Regions from separate parts of the Mus musculus genome. Here region 1 is linked to region 2. The links are chromatin contacts, called in public HiChIP or PLAC-seq maps. All regions are on one chromosome and are shown on one strand. Each heading gives the region's core, a stretch centred on a gene start, on an enhancer-like site or on the middle of the called end of the contact. The rest is flanking DNA. Distances are from core to core; before and after follow the strand shown. Region 1 overlaps Bace1 (beta-site APP cleaving enzyme 1). Region 2 has its middle 13 kb from the start of Gm30883.

Region 1 (4,120 bases), core at 121-2,620, 950 kb after region 2:
GGAGTCTGAAGCCCTGGAAAAGGGCAGGCTGGGGAAGGAGAGGGGCCCAGGAGTGAGGAAAGTTGTTCTTTCTTGGCCTTAGCCCTGTTTGTCTGAGAGAAACCTTCCTCAGGTGGAAGAGTCAGACTGGGACCAGAGAGAAAACAAGGCTCAGGACCTTGTGGTAGAGAAGGAGGAACTCTGAAGAGAGGAGAGACAGGAAAAGGCCCTGGACAACGGGGTCCCTGGATAGAGGTTTCAGTCTAGTGTAAAGAAGTGGCCAATCTGCTCAAGCTAGCCTTTACACAGATCCCAAGTAGTGTCCCTCCCATGAACAGGTTACAGGGACTGTGTCAGGAGGGGACCCATTTCTGGTGCTCAAAGCTAAGCCCTAAAGGTACAGAAAGGGGTCCCGGTAAGCGGGGTGAGGCCTTTTAACCATTAACCCAGCTGGTTGAAATCTGCCATGCGGAGCCTCCAGGCTCTATCGATTATTTTAAAAGCACAGCCACTGTTAACTGGTGGCTGCCCAGAAACCAGGGAGAGGCACAGAAGTAGAGGTGGGGAGAAGCAGGCAGGGAGGAAAATGGGAGCCCAGCCAGGAGTGGGAGCCGGAGAGGAGGTCTGAGGTAGGATTCACGGCTTGGCCATCAATGTAGGGGAGGCTTTGGGGGTGATCAGAAAACCTAAGCTGGCATTGGAATCAGCCAGCACAGCCCATGGGCACTGCTGAGCCCTGAAGCCAGGAAAGGGCCTGGCAGATGGGACAAAACAAGCTCATGACCATGGTGACCTTCGCAAGGTGACTAGGTCAGAGCTTTGCTGACTTCACTGAGAAAGGAAGGGAAGGCCACTGGGAAAGCTGAGGTGCAGGGAGAGAGAGGGCAGAGAGAGTCCATGACAGGCTGCTGGGTTTTCCTGAGGACAGGGCCCTTTCCCTGATCCTCCTATACAGCAAAAACATCACGGTCTGGTGTGGCTGAGGGCAGGGTCAGGCCATCAGAGTCTGACTGCACCTGGCCTGCTATGTATGCACTCTGCTTCATAGTTAGTTTTACAAAGCTAATTTCATTTGTGAGGTGGCTAAATGGGGAGGTGAGGAACCCTCAGACTAAAGCTGGCTTCTGGAGAAGATCAGGTTGAAGGATGCTTGTGTGATAAAGAAACAGGGTTGCTATAACTTGGATCTAAACTGTACCCCAACGGACCATGTGTTTTCAGTGTGGTGCTAGTGGGAGGAAGTCAGGTAACTGGGGGTATACTCTAGGAGGAGATATTAGGACTCTGGCTCCTTCCTCTTCCTCTGCTTCTTGGCTGCGGTGGCAGGTCCCCTTTGTCACACGACGTACTATGTTGACACATACCAAAGCAATGTGGCCTAGTGACCACAGACTGAAACATCTGAAACCCTAAGCTATGTAGTTGAGGTGGGGAGGAAGGGGCAGGCACACGGTGGGTGGCATGTGCCTCAGCATCCTGGAGGTTGGGGAAGAATAAAGGATCAAAGTCACTCTCAGTTTCAAAGTGAGCTCAAGAGCCATTTTGGGTGACAGGAGACCCTTCTTTTAAAAAAAAAAAAAAAAGGCAAGGAAGAGAAGGAAGAAAAGAAGGAAGAGGAGGAGGAAACCAGAGACACAAAATACATTTTTACACTTTCCTAAGTTGCTTTAGGCAGGTGTCACCATGGTGGAAGCTAATACAAGTCACAGTGGAAAGTGACTGCAGGTAAGGAAAGGTGAAATGAGGGACAGTCTGCACATGCATAAACTTCATGACTCATCACAGGATGCATACATTGGCAGGATTTGCGGACAGCGGTTTTGGCTCTGTGATATCATCTGGTCATTTTTGGGAGTCCAGGGTCAGTGGTTTCAACCAGTTTGACCTAGAAGGCATCTCCAGGTTTGAAAAACAATTTTAAAACAACAACCAAAATCCTGAACAACCCTTACCAAGGTGGGTAACCAAACAGAAGAGGCTGCTATTTTTTTCCTTTATTAGTTAAGCGACTTCTAAAATCAGTGATGAGCACAGGTAATTGAAAGCAAATGAAGATACAGAGTTTATTTGGGTTTTTCATGAGTGTAATGTTCTCTTTGGTTTTTACAATTTAAAGAGGATGGTCCAATCCTCTTTGAAAAGGAAAAGAATATGATTCCTTTCATTAAGAGGAGTTGATCACAAGCAGTAGAGCGGGGGACACATTAGTAGAGGTGCTAGGAGAGAGCTGTGCACACACAGCCAGGACAGAGACACAGCTGTCTGTCCACTCTCAGCCATGGCACTCCTGGATGCCCATTCTTTCTGACGATGGCACACATAAGCTTAAGTAACTCAGGAGAAACCACATTATGGGTGTGGGGCATGGAGTCCCACACACACCTGGGTACCAATGTGCCCTACCCACTGATCCCACACATCTTTCCTTGCCAGTGCCAGATGGAGTGGATCAGCCGCAGCAGAGGCCTCTTGATGGCAGAGAGAAATAGTGACGATCAGGTGACAGGAAACACTAGCATGTCACAGACAGACGCAAGTGCAGTCTCTGAGGCTCAGGAGGACCCTCAAAGTCTGCCTGTGGCCTTGGTGCCAGTGCTGTCGGCCTGGCTGCTCTTATTCCGTGGACAGGTCCACCAGGACCACAGGCCGGTGGGTCCAGAGCCGTCTGTCTGCAATGTCTTTTCTCTCCCCTTTCTCTGACAGCTCAACATCCTGGTGGACACGGGCAGTAGTAACTTTGCAGTGGGGGCTGCCCCACACCCTTTCCTGCATCGCTACTACCAGAGGCAGCTGTAAGTCCTGGGGAGGGGTGGGAGAGGGTTCAAGAACAAGAGCCTTTCTTCTACTAGGGAGGGGGAAAGCAAAAGGAGGCAGCTGGGGCCAGGAAGAAAGACAGTGTGGGAAAGGGTGGGTTAAGGGGCAGACATGAAGTGCTTCTGCCCCAAGGCTCCCAGAGCAGAACATGAACCATCTCATTTTCTGTCTATATGGACAGGCAGTAGGGCCAACCCACTGTCATAGCTAGAGTTTAGAAGGCTGAACAGGCTAGTGGTTAGTGCCTTTCACCATGTTCTCACCGGGGACTGGGGGCTGCTCTGGGTAGTTACACGTGATTTAAGCAAGATGAAGGAACTAGGCATGTTGGTATATACCAGTAATCCCAGCATTTGGAGGACTGTGGAGACTACACAGCAACTCTCAAAGAGCCAAAAAAACGGGAGCTGGGAGATGACTCAGTGACTAAGAACTTACTATGAAAGCAAGAAGACTGAGTTCAAGTTCTAGTACCTACCTAAAGCCTGCCATGGCTTGCATGCTTGTAACCCCAATATTGACAGGCTAAGATAGGCAGATCTAGCTTTCTGGACAGCATAGCTGAAACTTCAGGTTTAGTGAGAGACCCTGTCTCAAAAAATAAAATGGAGAGCGATTATCCTCTGGCTTCTGCATGCACATGTGTGCACATACTCCATGTACAACAAAAACCATACTCTTCTCCAGTTTTAAAAAGCCAGAAAATAAGAAGGAAAGAGTCTTTCATGACCCCCACTGAATTGTCTCCAGGTACCACTACAACTGCCACCAGCTGGGTTCCGCTCAGTGGTGGGAGATGGACTAGAATGGGTTTTTATGTAAGAGAGACATGAGGAGTGTTGTGAAAGACTGGTTATAAAAGCAGATTGAGGATGTGGTGAGGAGAATCTAGTGTTGGCAGTATGTCTGTATGAGACAGGAGGAAGGTGTGGCCTCCACATAGTACAGGCTTACACCCTAACCTTGGACTTGTAGGAAAGTACAAAACCACTGTCCTGTTTCCTTTTGCCCTAAGAACACAGTTGGGGAAGGAGTAAGCTGGGTAAGATCAGTGCGAGGACATCCATTATAAGTTTTCATGCAGTGCCATCAGCCCTGGGTAGTTACATGATGAAGAGAAACAGCAGGGGCATTGCACAGCAGTGAGTGCAACTACTCTTGTGGATTCCAACCCCTGCCTGCTGTGCCAGGACACTTGCTCGGATTTTCTGTAGAGGTTATTCCATGGCTTCCACAGTCACTCTGCCTAGTTCTCTCCCCACCACTCAGTTGGTACCACTGGGCCCCAAGGCAGCAAGAGAGTCAATGGCTCCTTTTCTCTGTGAGT
Region 2 (3,880 bases), core at 312-2,811:
CTTGTTGATTTGTGTCCTCCGATTTTCCCCACAAGAACTTGTGAGACGGTTACTACTCAGTTCTTTGAGGCACTTCCTCCTGGGAAGGGTGGCTGTGGGGCAGTTGGGCTGGATGGTTATGGTTGGGCAAACAAGCTTAAGGGCTCCAAAGCCAGGGCCTTGTGGCTTTGGCATTTACCTCCGGGGCTGTGGGGGTGAAGTTTGGATCCAAGAACTGGAAATCAGTTTGCTGCCAGATGTGGTGGTACACATGGCAGAGGCAGGAGGCAGCCTGATCTACTTAGTGAGTTACCAGAGTTACATAGTAAGAGCCTGTCTCAAAAAACAAAGTGAGAGAGAGAGAGAGAGAGAGAGAGAGAGAGAGAGAGAGAGAGAGAGAGAGAGAGAATCAGTTTGTGGTTGTAGGCTGTGGTAGTGACTTGGGTATTATATAACAAACCAATGTACACTAAGAGGACAAAGCTGTAATGAGGTTCATGGTAAGGCAGTGAGGAAGCCCCACTCTCCTGTCTGCTCAGTCATTGGTGCCTTCATTTGCTCTCCACGACTCTGAGTGTCCCTAGACTTGTTGGCCACTCTTCCATGGTGTTCTAATTGATGTTTTAGAGCACTTGTTTATTTTTGCTTGAGGCAGGATCTTACTATGCAGCCCTGCTGGCCTAGAAGGCCCTGTGTTGATTGGCTGGAGCAATCCTGTCTCTGCTTCTGGAGTCCTGGCATTATAAGTGCGTGCTATCAAGCTTGGCTTAAATAACTTTTTCTGTTGAGTTCTCTACCTTCTTGAGACCCAGAGTGAGATGACATTGGGGTAGAAATGCAGGCTGTCCTTAGGGGAAATGGTAGCTATTTTAACTGCAAGCTGTAATTCCAAACCACACAACAGTATTTTAATTGCTTTTGGATTTGACTACACTGGAATTGGAGTTTCTGAAGATAACCTTTTTTTTTTTTTTTTTTTTTTTTTTGCTTCATGCAAGAAGCCCAGGGTATAATCCTTATCAAAACTCATCTATGAGCTGCATGTTGAAACCCCTGTAAGGGAAAGCATGCTGTTTATGGTGTTCTTTCAGCGTTCACAGAGGATGTACCCTGAACTGTAGGCTTGTCTGAGGGAGAGAGTTCAGATGGTACATTTCTGAAGCATTCCAGGGATTTTCGGGAGTCTATTGCGTAAGTCTCCCGTAAAGGCTCTTCAGCTGCCCACCTCCTGTCTCTTCCTTCCTAGCCTCAGGCACAAGCATCTCTGCTCCAACAGCCAGCAAGCAACACAATGAATCAGGATCCAAATCTGTTTGAGCGCAGGAGGTTGAGATGCAGGAGTGAGTCAGCTGGCACCAGCTCGGGAGCAGTCTCAGCCTGCAGGCCTTCAGGAAGTGAGTCCCCCAGGCCAGCATCTCCCTCTGTGGCAGACTGCCACCAAAGCCTGCTGTTTATCAGCCCAGGACCAAACACAGCAAGTAGAGCTTGCTTTTCTCATATTTTGAAACCCTACTATATAAGCCAGATCATGGGATAGGCTAGGATGGCAAAGGTGACTTGGATACCATATTTTCCTTAAGCAACTTGCAGCGTAGTGAGGGAAATAAAGGTAAATGTAGCAATAGAGTACAATGATGTGGACTGTACAGCCACCCATCAAAGGCAAGGAATACAGTTCGGAAAATTTTGAAGAGACTGCTCAAAAGAAGCGATGAGCTGAAGAAAGGGAGACAGAGATGTGGCAGGTAGAAGAGGCCAGGACCAGAGGCAAGAGCTTTTATAAAATGTGGATCCTGAATAGACAAGCTGACTCTCCCCATCACAGTTTGTACAAGTGAGTTCTGTGTGCCTGGAGGTGCTAGTTCAGGCAAAGTGTACCACTTGCTGTGTTTGGTCCTGGGCTGATAAACAGCAGGCTTTGGTGGCAGTCTGCCACAGAGGGAGATGCAGGCCTGGGGGACTCACTTCCTGAAGGCCTGCAGGCTGAGACTGCTCCCGAGCTGGTGCCAGCTGAGTCACTCCTGCATCTATATTTATATGGGTGCAAACAGGGTAGGTGTGCGGATGATGTCTCTGAAGTGGAAGCGCTCCAACTGCTTACATTTTCTTAGTCAAGTGGGAAGCGAGATCATCTGTTGATAGAAATAATCATGGCCTAAGGAAAAGAACTACAATATGATTGGCAGGTCTTGTGGAGTGCCGTCTTAAGGTTCTGAGTACGAGTATAAAATGAAACTAGTCCTCTGGGTTGTTTTCTCCAGCTTCACTTAGCTTCACGGGTGAAGCACAGAGTACTTAGAGAAAGCCAAGGATGTGGTTTTGGCAATTTCCATGGTGAGAGGCAAGGAAGTTGAAGGTGTGCTCCAAAGAATGATAAGCATAGACTAGAGACTGTAAATAAGTCTGGGAAGTGAGGGGAAAGTCAAGGTTATGAGGGTCAATTTGCTCATGGTCAGCGTGTGTTCAAATAAACGCAGATGTGCCTTTCGGGGGCTGGGCTGGTAGGCGGTTAGGAAGGGATGCCGGTTTCGTGGACACAGGAAGCGGTGCTAACGAAAGGTAGGAGGCTGGTTGTTGGGAGTTTGGAGAACTGAGATGGGACCTGGGAACTTACCATTTCTAAGACCCTTGGTGGGGGCTGGAAAGATTGCTTATCAGGTAAGGTGCTTACCTTGACCCGAGGACCCAAGTTTGATCCCTGGAACCCATATCTTATGAAAGAATCAACTCTCACATGTCCTCTGATCACTACAAGTGTTCCACACACATACAAAATAAGCAGTTGTTACAGAGATCCTTAGTGGCAGTGATGCTGCAATTTTGGCAATCAATGGCCTGCATGTGTGTTGCAGAGTAGTGTTATAGCAGTGGCTCTCAGCCTGTGGGTCTCGCCCCCCAGAGGCTCGCAGGTCAGATATCCTATATCACAACCACATGTACATTACGATTGACACCAGAAGCAAAGTTACAGTTATGAAGGGGCAACAAAAGAATTTTATGGTTGTGGGTCACCACGCGAGGAACTGTGTATATAAAAGGGTCACAGTGTTAGAAGGTTGAGGACCACCGTGTTATAGAGTGACAGTGAACCAAGAGAAAAAAATGGCCAAGAGATAAAAGGGAGTGTGACCTGGTGAATGATTGGTAGGCAACCATGGGAGTAACAGACAATCACATGGCCTGATATTTAAAAGCTGATTTTTTTTTTAATGAGAACTGATTAGAAACTGTGTGGCTAAAGGATATTTGGTAGCCAAAGTGGGATTAAGGCGAGGTCGCAGATGGATGGTTAGGGGCCCGTGCATGGAGTGTTCTAATGAATGTGGGAGCTTTTGTGTGGGGAGCAGGTGCAGGTAGGCGCACTGAAAAGCCTATCCCTGGTAGACTGTGGTGATACTCATCGCAAGAGTGATCACAGTCCTGGGCGAGGTAAAAAGCCAACTCAGTAGGGAGTAAGAAGTCAGTCGCTCCACGCTCTACAGTATTCAGGATTAGGAAGTTACTATCTAAGAGAAAATCAACCTTAGCATGGTTTGAGAGTAGAACCAAACCGAGCTGAGACTATAAGAAAGCAGTTTAGGATGATCTGCGGGAATCCACATCAGGGCTGTCTGCACGGGGATCCCGAGGTAAGCTGGGACACAGACTACCACAGCACTGTTGCATGGACCCCACCTGTGTGTGCTCCATCACTCCTTCCCCACAGGTCCTAGCCAGCTTCCATTGTTCCCCCTGCTCAGCACTAGATCTTTTAGGTGGGTAAATCCTGTATGTGATGTGCCTTAGAGAAAGTGGAGGGTTAATTGTGATGGCCAGTGCAAGTGCTTTAAAAATATAAAAATATAGCTGGGCAGCAGTGGCACACAGTTTTAACCCTAGCTGGGCAGCAGTGGCACACAGT

Evidence for each region. HiChIP or PLAC-seq counts read pairs in DNA pulled down with a chosen protein or histone mark.
Region 1: a FOXA1 HiChIP or PLAC-seq map of pancreatic cancer cells shows a contact between it and region 2. The contact joins two enhancer-like sites. A contact is called at or near these places in 2 of 39 promoter capture datasets (hippocampal neurons and liver) and 2 of 115 datasets of contacts at active chromatin or transcription factors (embryonic stem cells and pancreatic cancer cells).

The regions. Positions count from the first base shown.
Region 1 is chr9:45,850,206-45,854,325 of GRCm38.p6, forward strand. Bace1 (beta-site APP cleaving enzyme 1) reads left to right here. Exons shown (of 9, transcript NM_011792.6): 2 at 2,683-2,771. Among named protein-coding and RNA genes, the nearest start is that of Bace1, 14 kb to the left of the region's middle. Within about 2 kb of position 1,371, at least 119 of the 459 cell types and tissues checked have an H3K27ac peak or open chromatin away from gene starts, as enhancers often do. A contact at or near this core is called in pancreatic cancer cells, where this site is marked.
Region 2 is chr9:44,903,865-44,907,744 of GRCm38.p6, forward strand. No RefSeq gene overlaps it. Among named protein-coding and RNA genes, the nearest start is that of Gm30883, 13 kb to the left of the region's middle. Within about 2 kb of position 1,562, at least 145 of the 459 cell types and tissues checked have an H3K27ac peak or open chromatin away from gene starts, as enhancers often do. A contact at or near this core is called in pancreatic cancer cells, where this site is marked.